Regions from separate parts of the Sus scrofa genome. Here region 2 is linked to region 1. A link is a contact called in public Hi-C data. All regions are on one chromosome and are shown on one strand. The core of a region is the stretch at or near the end of the contact, and the rest is flanking DNA. Distances in the headings are between cores, read along the strand shown.

Region 1 (7,058 bases), core at 798-3,297:
TCCTAGAAATTCTGCCACATGTTGGTTTTGATATCACAAGCCCTACAGTGAAGAGAAACAAAAGATTACCAAACATTTCAAATTGATGTCTAAGCCCCACATTTTACAATCAAATTAAGTATAAAGACTACGAAGATTACAATTATCTGTTGGTGAAAATTGTTGAGTGTATGTACTGTGCTCAAAGCATATCTTCCAAAATATATATTCAGAACAAATAACAATGACCCTTGGAATAAACAAATTGATTTTGTGTTGTTTAATTTGTTTAGAAAAAGAAATTTAAGGCCAAAGTTTTAAGTTTACCTAGAATTGAAAGAGTGCATGACAGTCATTGGGGACTTTAAGACTTTTGAACCATGTCTTTATAGAAGAGAGTGCATAAGAAATCTATTTTGTGTGTACATAATAAGTAGTAGCTTCTTAACTGAGAAGTCAAGAGAGAATTTGGTTTTAGTCTATTTCCACTAAAGCAAAGGAATATTGTCACCAAAATGACTCTTTTGAGTCTAATAAAATGGCTCAAAGGATTTGCTGTCTTTACCATTCCTGACCTTGTCTTTTTTTTTTAGTGGTCATTTCTTAATGTTTGGCAAGCAAGTAGACTCAGTTGATGACTGTATCAGTATAACTGAGTAATCAGAAAGAATGACAAATTATTAATATGCACAGAGGGACCTAAAAAAGGGTGGGTTGTTGGTAATCTCTTTAACAGACATAGTGAAAAGAAGAAATAAAGAAATGTCTCATCCTTATCTTTTCAACCACCATTGACAGATTCTAAGAGCAATGAGAGCAATAATTCTACACCTCTGCTTTTGCCTTCTGCAGATAAGAACCATTGAATCAGCCTATGCAGTGGTTGAACTGACTGAGAACTGAGAATACACCCATGTCTTAGGGCTAGACTCTAAATGTATTTGACTTAGAGCTGTCAGGTGGTCCATCAAAAGATGTCAGAAGTACAAAACAGATCATCTCTACATGGCTTTGGAGTCTAAAATTAGCTTGAGAAGATTGGAGAATTAATGCATCATGAAAACTTAGTCAACTAATGCAAGATTCAGAGAAGCAATTTTTCCTGACTCTTTTGCTTCTACCCCTGATCAACTAGTGGCATAAATGTTCACCAGGTTTCATCAGGATTACATGTTTTAGGTTCACAGGGAATTGTATGCCAGAGAGTGGTTGGTTTATTCATTCTTCACTCATGCAAAAATGTTTCTGTGCTACTACTGAGTTCCAGGTACGCTGGTAGAAAAAGGAAACTTAGCGGTGTTCAAGAAAAGCATGATTATCTGCCCTCACGCAGCCTCAAGTCCAGAAATAAAGCCATTAAAATCACACAAACAATTATACAAATTGGTATTTACTAGAAACAATGTAATTTGACATGAACCTGAAGTACTGGGACCTATGTGGATCTATTACTGAAAGACCTAAACTATTCTTAGAATTTATGGGATGTTTCTCTAAAGAAGGACATTTATTTTAAGGTCTGAAAAATGGATGAAGCCAGAAAAGGAAGGGGCCAGAGTGGAAAGTGAAAGTGTTTTGCTTGAGCACTGCCTTTGGAAGTAGGAGAGGTTACTTTTTCAGATTATTGCACATAAATAAAAAAAATCTTCAAGGAAAAATATTTAGAAAAAAGTGCATTTTGGAAATCCTTACCATATATAGTGGCACAGACCTACACAGAGGAAATACATGTGAAATAAGCAGGAAATGTTGAAATTGAAACAAGAAGATAAATATAAAATATTTTGAGGGATTATAAAATAAAAATATGGATCACTTTATAAAATATTCAGTAGTCAAACCAGACTATGCTCTGCTCAATAGGAGCAACCTGATGGAATTTGTGTTTTACTGGTGGTGTTTTACTGGTGGGAACTAGTGAAAACTGATGTCAATATAGAAATGTCACTGCTAAGATCAATGTGGAGAATTGGAAGCACTTCTCAGAGATCCCTGGCTGCAGTATTATTAAACTATTTCTCTATTGGCTGAGTTGATTTTCACACCCTCCTGAAGGGGAGAGGGAAAATACTGTCAACACGTTACAAGTGATGTTCTAGGCAACTGTTCCCGCGCCCCTCCTTTCTTCTTATTTCCAGTATTCCACAAGCAATTTTCAGCACCTGAAAATTAGGAATCATCTAATGTGAGCATTGAAAATATAATTTAGAAGTATATGAAATATATAGCATAATAACAGATGCATATACATAACTGAGAAAAGAGGCCAGTGTTTTCCATTCCACAATTTAAATCCCCTTGACCAGTTGAGGAAATCCTTAAGTAGAGCAACTGGACCAAATAATTTTCCTGCCACACACAAAGCCACGCTGGAGTCAGGGTGCTTCTGTCATCATTCAGGCTGTATCTCCCAACTGTGGTTGGGGCTCCACCAGTCTAGGGGGAATTACAGACTGCTACTTCTGTGATAATGCTGCTAGCAACTGGTTAGAGAGATCTGAGGGTATGTCGAGAAAGTTCTGAGGACTCCAAAAGGTCATTGTGACCTAGGGCACATGAGTCAGCCCTTTTTAAAACTCCAGGATCCTTCCCCTAAGTTTTCTTTATCCTGTGTCTCCAAGGCCAATAAAAGGAATAAATGGTTTGAGACACTCAAATGCAGCCACCGGACGATGGATCAGGCTGTGTTTGCTTTTTGGAAACCTCAAAGCTTTGGCATTTAGAGGAAGTAAAGCAGGGTGGGGAGCACTGCTCAGTCTGGAAAAGGGAGAGCCTGGAGGCTGGTGCTGACTAGCAAGGGGAGCCAAGTGGTAAAGTCATGGGGGAAAATATCTGGAAGTTACTTAGAAGTAACTGAGCCAGAGCCAGTATCTTTCAGCAAATGGCCTCGGGTGCCCCCTGGTAGTACATTTACAAGAGATAGCTCCTCTGTTTCAGTCTAATACACTTAGATACACGGAGATGGCCAGTGTGATTCAGATTTCATAAGAGATGCTTCCCCCTGCATTTTTCCCCCTCAGCTTTAATTCTACAACTATTTAAAACAGGAGATGTGGTAGTCTTTGCAAACCATTTTCACCCAAATAAGCGTAGTTTCTAAAGCTTGAAATAAATATTCCCTCACAAGTTACAACATTGGACAGAGTCTTGAAGATTCTAGGTCTATCAAAAAATAAATTCAATGTAAGTAAAGTGACTGAGTCAGGTGCAAGGACACCAGGTTAGAAATTTAGTCCCAATAAATCTATAAAAGTAGTAGTCGTAATTGTAACGCTTTACACTTATGTAATAGGTTTTCACAGACCTTTCGCCTTTACCTCAGTCGTTCACAACAACTAGTGAGGTAAGTGGAACAAGAGTTATTATCCACATTTTACAAATGAGGAAACTGAGACTTACAAAGACTGAATTTGCCCAAAGAAATGGTGAAGGGTAATGCCAGGACTGGAAGACAAGCTTCCAAATTCCAAGTTTATTCATTTTTCCATTACTCAATCTGCCTCTTTCTCCATCTTACGGGAGTCATCCAAGCTTATTTTTAATTTGAAAGGAAAGGGGGAAGATAAATATTTGAGAAATGGAAAAAGCAAAAATAAAAGCAAGAGCTAGTGTGGATCATTATATAATGAGGTAGTGCTTGGCTCACCAATATGTAAATTATCTAAGGGTTGTGACTGATTGACTTATACAATTAACACTCTGTGATAAACAATGTTCAGCCCAAGAGAGAGCAATAATTCATTTTTTACTAACAATAGCCTTGTATATTCTGATGCACAAACACAGCCTTAGTATGGGGCATTTCTAACAGTCCACCTTCCACATAAAATATGGCTCCCAAATCTCATTTTAGTGTAGACAGAAAACTGGTGTTTTTCAGATTAGTTATTTTATTAATGAATTTTTTCTAGAGAAATAAAATATATTGATGAATCAATGCATTCAATGCACATACCTATTATTTTCTTTACATGGACTTAGTTATTATTTAACTAAAAATAGGACAAAATAATATAATAAGAAATCCTGGATAACTTTGCCCCAAAAATAATAAAAAATATTTTCATGAGAAGGATAATTGACAATTTGAATTAGAATCTGGTCACTTATGATAAAGCACGATAATGTGAGAAAAAAGAATGTATACATGTATGTGTAACTGGGTCACCATGCTGTACAGTAGAAAATTGACAGAACACTGTAAACCAGGTATAGTAGAAAAAAATAAAAATCATTATATAAAAAAAGAATTCAAGGGACTATATATTAATGCAAGAATGCAATCTGATGTGTGGCTACCTAAAGAAAATCCTTTAATTGAAACAAATTAGTTATACTTGCTTATTTAATAGTTAAATCATCAAAGAACAGATACATTTATCAAAGTGCAATCTGATGTAAAATTCTATACTTATTTGCTTTATGGATAAAAAATGCCACTTTAAGGATAAAGAATAATCAAGCTGTATTAATGCATTAAGTTGCATTAGGTACAACTGTAATCAGAAACATGAAGGAGTTGCATTAGCAACTCTGAGGATCCCAGTCCTAAGCTTACAATCAGTCATGCAAACCAATAACAGGAATTTCAGCTCCCTTCTCTAGCATTGAAAGAACATCAATAACCCCCCCAAAAACTGAAAACTTAAAAGGGATTTTACAGAATGATGTTTTTCTAATGCTGTAGAGGACACAGAAAGGTCATTTATCATTTAAGCAAGGAACTTTCCTCTATCAAACAGGAAATTACATAATGTTTTGGAATGTAAGTCAAACTTTTAAAAATGAATAGTTTTATTTTTTCTTACTAAAAAGCTAGAGTCTGCTGAAATAGCTCCTTAAGTATCTTAAGACTATATTCATGTTTTAGATGCAGAGAATAAGAGTGCTAGGGTGGTATGGAGTCCTCAGTGCTAAAACAATAATGACCATATTCCACACTGTGAAATTTGGTATTTTATCTTCAATTTTTTAAATAAATTTTTTATTGAAATAAAGCATGTTATGGAAAATACATTATATCAAAGTGTACAGATTTGTGAATTGTGACAAAATATCAGATCATGTAACCAACAAAGTCTAGGAATAAAGCATCACCAGCATCTTAGAAACACCCTTTGTGCATCACCCAGCTCATCACAGCTTAATAACCACTATTCTGCCTTCTAATATCAAGAATTATTTTTGCCTTGTTTTTGAACTTTATATGAAAGGAATCATACTGTCTGAATTGCTTGGGGTTGAGTCTTGCATTCAGGTTTTTGATTGTGAGATTCATTCATGTTGTTGTATATAGCATGTTTGGTCTTTTTTTTTTAAATCATTCTCTCTGATTTTATTTATTTTTTTTACTTATTAAAATTTTTATTAGCATATAGTTGATTTACAATATTGTGTTAGTTTCAGGTGTATTGCAAAATGAATCTGTTTCATATATATATTTCCATTCTTTTTCAGATTTTTTTCGTATATATAGCACCTATGGCCAACTAATCTATGACAAAGGAGGCAAGAATAGACAATGGAGGAGAGACAGTCTCTTCAATAAGAGGAGCTGGGAAAACTGGAAACCTACATGTAAAAGAGTGAAATTAGAACATTCTCTAACATCACCCACAAAGAAACTAAAAATGAATCGAAGGCCTAAATGTAAAGATACTGTTTGGTCATTTTCCATGCTAATTGTGTCCGTTGTGTTGTGCCACAATTCACTTGTGTTTTCTACTATTGAGGAATATTTAGATGATTCTGGTGTTGGCTATTATGAATTATTCTGTGAAAATTCCTTTTTTATATATATAATCATTTTTATTTTTTCCTGTTATTGCTGGTTTACAGTGCTCTGTCAGTTTTCTACTGTACGGCATGGTGACCCAGTTACACACACACGTATCCTTTGTCAAAGATTAATTGACCATAGTTGTCTGGGTTTATTTCTGGGTTCTCCATTCTGTTCCATTGGTCTGTCTGTCTATTTTGGTACCAGTACCACACTGTCTTGATGACTGTGGCTTTGTAATATTGCCTGATGTCTGGGAGAGTTATGCCTCTTGCTTGGTTTTTGTTCCTCAGAATTTCTTTGACAATTCTGGGTCTTTTGTGGTTCCATATAAATTTTTGGATTGTTTATTCTAGTTCTGTGAAAAATGTCATGGATAATTTGATAGGGATTGCATTGAATCTGTAGATTGCTTTGGGTAGTATGGCCATTTTTACTATATTAATTTTTCCAACCCAGGAGCATGGAATATCTTTCCATTTCTTTACATCTTCTTTAATTTCCTTGATTAATGTCTTATAGTTCTTAGCATATAAGTCTTTCACCTCCTTGGTCAGGTTTATTCCCAGGTATTTGTTTCTTTGAGATGCAATTTTAAAAGGTACTGTGTTTTTGTATTCCTTTTATAATATTTCATTGTTGGTATACAGAAATGCGACTGATTTCTGAATGTTAATCTTATGTCCTGCTACTTGGCTGAATTTGTTGGTCCATTCAAGTAGTTTTTGGGTTGAGTCCTAGAGTTTTCTATGTATAGTATCATGTCATCTGCATACAGTGACAGTTTTACCTCTTCTCTTTCTATTTGGATGTTACCTCTTCTCTTTCTATTTGGATGCCTTTTATTTCTTTTGTTTGTCTGATTGCTGTGGCTAGGACTTCCAATACTATGTTGAATAACAGTGGTGAGAGCGGGCATCCTTGTCTTGTTCCAGATTTTAGTGGAAAGGCTTTCAGCTTTTCTCCATTGAGTATTATATTTGCTGTGGGTTTGTCATAAATGGCTTTTATTATGTTAGGGTATGTTTCCTCTATACCGACTTTGGTAAGAGATTTTATCATGAATGGATGTTGGACTCTGTCAAATGCTTTTTCTGCATCTATTGAGATGATCATGTGGTTCTTTACTTTTCTTTTGTTAATGTGGTGTATGATGTTATGTTGAATGAACCATCCTTGTGCACCTGGGATGAATCCCACCTGGTTGTGGTATATGATCTTTTTTATCTGTTGTTGGATTTGGTTGGCTAAAATTTTGTTGAGAATTTTTGTGTCTATATTCATCAAAGATATTGGCCTA
Region 2 (6,858 bases), core at 2,377-4,876, 100 kb before region 1:
TATTTAAAAACTTGATTTATCAATTCAACAGAAAAAAAAATCTATGTTTTTATTCACCTTGAAGTGCATTATCTTATGTTTTCTAGGACAATATACGATTTTTTAGTATCTCTTATCAAGGACAGTTAAAAAATTTTTAAAAATCCGATGCTTCGGATTCAATGTATGTTTTGTATCTTCTAATTACCTAAGATGTAACAGAATTTTGGTCCTAGTCTTAACTCTGTTATTTCCTAGATGTATAATCTCAAGAAAAGCACTGAATCCATGTTAGGTGACTTGCACTGAAATATCAGAGCAGTTATGCATTCTTTCTTTTTAAAAGTACTGTTGTTTCTAGTGATTTTGTGCTGTATGCTTTCATTAGTTTGGCGTGTTTAATTTTAGAGGCAGCACAAACCAGAAAACTTGAATATGCTTGATCGGTTACAAATCCCCCCTTAAAGCATAATAGAAATAAGCATAAAAGGAAATAGAGTATCACAACCTGTGATAAGGAACTGATTCTCTGAATCCCTTTACAATGGACTTTAATTCTATAATAGTTAAAGGCCCACGGTTCATTATCACAGCAGAATTGTCAGAATATCAAAATATAAACTCAAATGTCAGAACACTTTTAATTAAAATAAAGCTTATCTCCCTGCCCTAGTGAAGTAATAATACTTGGTAATATCTTTTTATTCTTTTATCTGTCTAATAAACAGTAATGAAAATACAGATGTAAAATATTCTAAAAAATCAGAAACTTGACAAATATTCAAAAAAATAGTTATATGTGGAGTAGTTATATATGGAATTTTGAAAATGGCGGTAACATTTAAGCACATTTTCAAAAAGTCTTTGAATATTGTTACCATGTATTTGTGAGTATGTGTGTTTAGCAATATTTTATCAGCAACATACTTAGTTTCTTAGGAAAGTAGTGTTTAATATTTAAAATTAACACATGATATTTTTAAATCTCATTATGAAATACAGAGTCCAGCTGCATTGAATTTATGTTGGCATTGGTCATGCAAATGGTAACTCTGTCAGCCACTAGGTGGCGAGTCTTTGTGCTTAAATTTGGCATGTTTATAAACTACAGGAAATATAAAACAGACCACATTTCTCCATTGGTGGAAGAAAATACATGAATTAAATAGAACTTTCACAGATTTATAAAAAGACCAAAATTCTTTTTGAGGACATGTTTTATGCTCCAGAAAATTTGTGTGAGTAGACTAGAAGTTAGTGTTCGTTAGAGCTGCGCTGTTTCTCTGTGGGATTCTCAGGGCATTTCTAAGAAACCCATACTCCAGGACTATATATGACTATTCTCAAAGTGCTGTATATTCAACCACCTCCTGCAACCTTTCCGAAGCTAATCTAACAGAATTTTTTTTTTTTTTTGTAAAACCTGAAGGGAACATAAGATGTACTATCTTAAAAAACTTAAACTTTTTTTCATGACAAACAAAAGCAGTAAGATGAACAAAATTCTTTCAACTTCTTTTGAGCATAAAAGCCTATAAATGTATCAACAGATTTTCATAGCTATTTGTTATATTCTGAAGCTGAAGGGAAAAGAGAAAATAGAAAAAAACATATGTGATATAAAGTTATGTAGATCTCAAACATTTTTTCCCTCTAAAGTGGGATTGAGAAGAAAACTTGCCATAAAAATTATAAAAAATTGTGATCACCAGGCAACTACAAATATTTTGTTTTGCTTTTGAACTAAACACCAAAGGTTTGTAGTCTTTCCAATAAATGGGAATTTGGTGATTTTTTTTTTTCCAGAAATTAGGAGAATTTAAGAACTTTAAAAAAGAGAGAAGTCTTGATTGAGGTGGGGATGTGGTAGAAGTCATTTGGTATCCTAGCCAGGGTCTGGGATTTGTAGCATCTTCTGGGAGAATAGAATGGGGAGGGAAAGAAGAGAGGAGCAGAGAGGAAGGAGGACTGAGAATTCAAGGAAAAAAAAAGAGGGAGGAGGCAAGAGGAAGAAAGAAAAGAGATGGAGGCATAGGGAGGACACTTGGGGATGAAGAAGGGGGGGTGATAGAGGAAGGGGAAAGGGAGAGGGAGAGGCTTCCCTAGGAAGGGGGTGGGGTAACAGTGAAGGAATGACAAGGGGGAGGAGGTCCAAAGGAGCCAAAAGGGGTGGAGAGATAAAAAGGTGAGAATGTAAGGGAGAAGAGGAAAAAAGAAAGAGGAAATGAGGGGAACAAGGGATATGGATGTTTGCTTTTGTGGCCATGGGCTGAATGTAACTGAAGACATGTCATTGATGTTCCCCCCTCACTTACATATATGACCTGTGAGGACATTAAAGATATTTGATGTTAGAGACAAAACACTTTTTTCAGACACTGTGCTTGCAAAAACTATAGGTTTAAATGTAAACAATTTTTATTATGTACAAATAGAAGTGGATGTGTAATAATTTCTTCTGGCATCTTCGAATTTAGCATTTAAAGATTGATCTCTATGCAAGTTTTAATTCCAATACGTCCGGTATTTTCATGACTCTGAGAAACATATGAATTAAAAGAAATCTTTTCACACAATGCAATAATGAACCAAACATGGTTTTGAGGAAATGTGAACATGAAAACTATTGTTTGCACTAATTAGAAAATAGAACAAATCACCTCTTTGAAGTCAAACAGTGCTAGTATCTTTACCTTATTTGTGGAAAAGTCAAACATTTCTATTGAAAGTACTTCAATAAATATTCTCTTTATTAAGTGTAAATGAAGTTAAAATGTAGAACATGCAGAAAACACTAGACCCTTAACAATAAATTATTAGAAAATGGATACTAATCCACCATGTAAGTGCTGGAAACCAAATAAAAACAGGAACAATGAAACATTTTTTACAGTTTGAACCAGTTTAAAGAGCCTTGCAGATATTACCTTGTTGTTCTTTTATAGAAATACCTTCAATGATTCTAATAATGTGTAGCATTTTCCTTTAGACTATACTTAATGCATGCTATTTTTTAAATGCATTATCTTACGGTTAAACAATGCTTAATTCTCTATCCTGACAAAGAATCCAGAATACAAAGGAGAGCATAAAAGTATTACAAGAGACAAATAACTTCCAGATTGCCTAGGGAAGCATTCCAAGATGTTAACAATCCAGGAGGGGAACTTTTAAAAACCATTTAAAGTTTCCAGTGCTGTTAACATGAAAACAAGTTAGTACAAGAACATCTTTATCTGGAACAACCAGAGAACTTTTAAATACAAAAATGACAATATTCTTTTTAAGCAAAAATAAAAGGCAGCATTCAGGTCAGTTCTACATTTCACAGCTGGGAGCTTAGAGAGGAAATTAGCTTTTAGGAGACCTATTTTCCCCTTTAGACCTATTTGTAAGAAAAAGTAAAGACAAAAACCCCATAAAGTTTCTCAAAATTAGTACCTACTCACCTTCCTGTTGTTGTGCCAAAATAACAGTGGGATGAAGTAGAGCAAAAAGTAACCAGGTCCCCTTTTGCACAAAGCTCGTCATGTCTAAATATCAGACATGAGACTCTTTGTGCAAAAAGGAGAAAAGAAAAGCAGTTCAAAGTAGCACCATCAGTTGTTCCCTGCCCTTCAGCACCGGGCCCGTCATAAAACTCAGCCACTGAGATTCCTGTGCTTTGGCCTTAAATAGGAAAAAGTTTGGCTTCCCTCACTTTCCAGCCCCTTTCTGAAATATGAGAGCAGCACCCATCCCCTTAGCAGTAAAAGAAATGATTAATATGTCTTTTTCCCTTATGGAAGACACAACCCACAAAGTAAGAAAGATTACACATCTGGAGCTTGTGTGCATCTGTTTATGTATAAGTTTTTTACATATTTTAGTCATATATATGTTTGCATAACTTAGATATAAAAATGTTCTGCCCTGAGTTTTAATGGAAGAATTTGATGTATGTATTTTTTCATTTTCCCTCATAGTATTAACAAATGCATAATTTTGAGAAATTGCTTGATGCCCTTTTTTTAAGCATGACTAATTTGCAAACCTGATCTTCCTAGATTTTTATACTGGGCTTTTGCCAGAATCCACCCGGCCCAATTTAAATAGGGAACTGTAAAAGATTAACTGGAAGAAAAACCTCTGATGTCCCTTTCATTCATCATCCACTCTGGGTCCTGGAAGTTCAGTTTCAGGCACATGTCAAAGGACTAAGTACCTAAGGTATGTTTAAACAGCACCTCAAAGGTTAGATGCTTATCTATAGCTGTTTCTACTCACAAATTTCTTTAGCCAGCCAAAGGGGGACCTCTTCTGAGATTTCAAATTTTATGCTGCTTGTAAAAACTGAAATGGATTTTGCCAGAGAAAAATTTAGCCTTTCATGTCTTGACTTTGTAAGAAACAGAGAAAGAGCTTATCAAATGAAGTGTCAAAACAGTACCAAAAGTTATCATTTTACCTGGGTTGGTATAAATGCTAGTATAAATATTTCTAAATTTTCTAAAATTTCCAGGCCACATTAATATAGCTTTTCAATGTATTTCTGGATCTGAGGAGTAATTTCTGGGCTATATTTGGAAGAGGAACAAAAACTATTTATAGGTAATCTTTGCAAGAAAAATATGCTTGTTCTCAATACCAGATTATTTCTAGTAATAAAGATATTCCTTTACATCCTAATCATCAGTCCATGGTTCCTTCAGTCATCGCTATATTCTACATGAACTATTCAATTCTAATCAAAATATTTTGCATTTATTTTATTTTTTCCACATCAACTAAATGATGCCCATCCTCATGCATGTATGTGCACATAGTATTCTCCTCACCTCACACCAATTCATGGAAGTCACTGCTCTAGTACCCAGTTTAAAACTTTCCTTTATTATGCTTGTTTTCAGCTTCTTCTTTCTCTTTCTCCCCATTCATGTTACTCAAATTTCACATATTATCTGTATAATTCTAGATGTACATCTATTCTATAACCAAGCACAGAAGTACATTTGCCTGCCTACAGGCCCAGTTACAAAAACACAAAGCCATCACAATGTAGATGACATCATCTAGTGACAGGAAAAGAAAATTAGTTGGACCAATCTCTTGTGCATCTTCTGATTGTAGACTAGAGAGTCACTACTTGAAGGAAAAACAAGTAACAACTGAACAGTCATGAAAATAAGCTTTGCTACTGGGTCATAGTGGAGATGTTGGGGGAAAAGACTCATTTATATGCTTCTCCCTTTCAATCATTTAATTTTTTTCTTAAAAAATCCCCTTGTGTTCAAACCAATTCAGAAACATGATTTTTTTTTTATTTTTAGCAAGTCTCTGACACTTACATAAAAATTTTGTATATCTATATTCATTATCTTATTATTTTAAACGATCATTAAAAGTTTAAATGTATTAAATTTCTTCATTAGAATTTTTATTATTTTTAAAATAATGCTTTTTTCATGCATTTCATGTACAATTTCTATTGTATTTTTGTTTGTCCTAAAAGTCTTAATTTGGTTATCCATTTAAAAAGTTTTATACCCATGACAAAAATTCACAATTGATGCACTCATTTTAGACATGTTAGCTGATATTTTGCACACACACCAAAAAAACATTGTTGTGTTTTAGGGTATCCACGAGAGATCCAAGATAAATCTCATATTCCTGATTTTCTGATTTAGCATTCTTGACCACCTCAAGTATATTTGGAGGTCCTGCACCAGCATCCTTTGCATTCTGTGTCCCAGATCCTCTTTTCCCTCTTCATATCAAAATGTTTTCTTATATGGTGTCTAGATGGATGTGAATCTCAGCTGGGGTCATGGCTGAGAGACATACATGCTGGTAAATTCTCTCATGCAGCCCAAGAGCTGATGCCCTCATTGTAATCTAGACACACATTTTTTTTCCATACATCCTGGACTGCCCTGATATTAACCAGCTCACATAGACATGTCATTTTGCTCTCTGGATTGCATTTTGAGTTTTAACACAAATCTAAACACTTGCACCAACTAAAGCACTGATTAATCTGGTGCTCCTTTAACCAAGAGAGTGACTAGAGAGATGAGGCAAAGCAAGGGTGTGGCAAATTATCAAACAGAAATTCAAATCTTTTCCAGTTCAGTGGAAAACAGAGCTTGAGAAGAGATACATAAGCACAGCTGTGATGAACTCAGTAGGCCAGTGAATGTCAGCAGTGCTCTCTACAATAGCAATAAGAAAATCAATTATCTCCATCATGAAAAACACATGGAAGAAAAGCCTCTCTCACTTGTACTGCTTCATGTATGATTTTCTTTTTTAAAGAAAAGGAGATGTATTTTTTATGGATATTTTCTTTATGCTTTCATATCACTGTAGGACCTTGTAAAATGTATCTGTGATAAGATACATTTAAAACATACTGACTCCATAGCAGAATTGCAGCCTAAAATAGGATAATTTACAATTGTAAAATACAAGGTAAGTTTTCTTTGCCATTCTTAGAAGGATCAGTTCACTTACTTTATGTGGTGAAACCATGTTTGGAGAGATGTGTTCCCTTTAAAATAATTTAAACAAATACCAATGTGTGTGTGGTAGAGCCAAAATGTGGTTGAAAAATGTCATGTTGTAGTTGAAGGACCTGGATATATTTAACCACAGATATATCTGAGACTGGGGCAGTAAAATTGGTAATGAGACATGACAAGCAAATATTTGAACAATTACTATGATTAATTCTGCAAGACCCTTTAATTTCCTCTTATTTTCCACATTAGAGTTAATTGTTCCCTATTTTTGTTCCTATAGAACTGTATCGATAGCCACTTCTCTTTAACATAGAAATTTCACTTTTGGGCAGGATTCACATTTCCTTGACCTTTAGTAAAATGAAGTGGGCTACAA

The links. A called contact is a pair of places that touch in the nucleus more often than the background predicts.
Region 2: a Hi-C map of omental adipose tissue shows a contact between it and region 1, with 1.6 times the contacts expected there. The contact joins the promoter of COL3A1 here to the enhancer-like site in region 1. A contact is called at or near these places in 5 of 47 Hi-C or Micro-C datasets (embryonic fibroblasts, mesenchymal stem cells, mesenteric adipose tissue and 1 more).

The regions. Positions count from the first base shown.
Region 1 is chr15:93,448,815-93,455,872 of Sscrofa11.1, reverse strand. No RefSeq gene overlaps it. Among named protein-coding and RNA genes, the nearest start is that of DIRC1, 38 kb to the right of the region's middle. Within about 2 kb of position 2,047, at least 13 of the 83 cell types and tissues checked have an H3K27ac peak or open chromatin away from gene starts, as enhancers often do. A contact at or near this core is called in omental adipose tissue, where this site is marked.
Region 2 is chr15:93,553,682-93,560,539 of Sscrofa11.1, reverse strand. COL3A1 (collagen type III alpha 1 chain) reads right to left here and starts at 3,626. Exons shown (of 51, transcript NM_001243297.1): 1 at 3,429-3,626. The coding sequence starts at 3,510.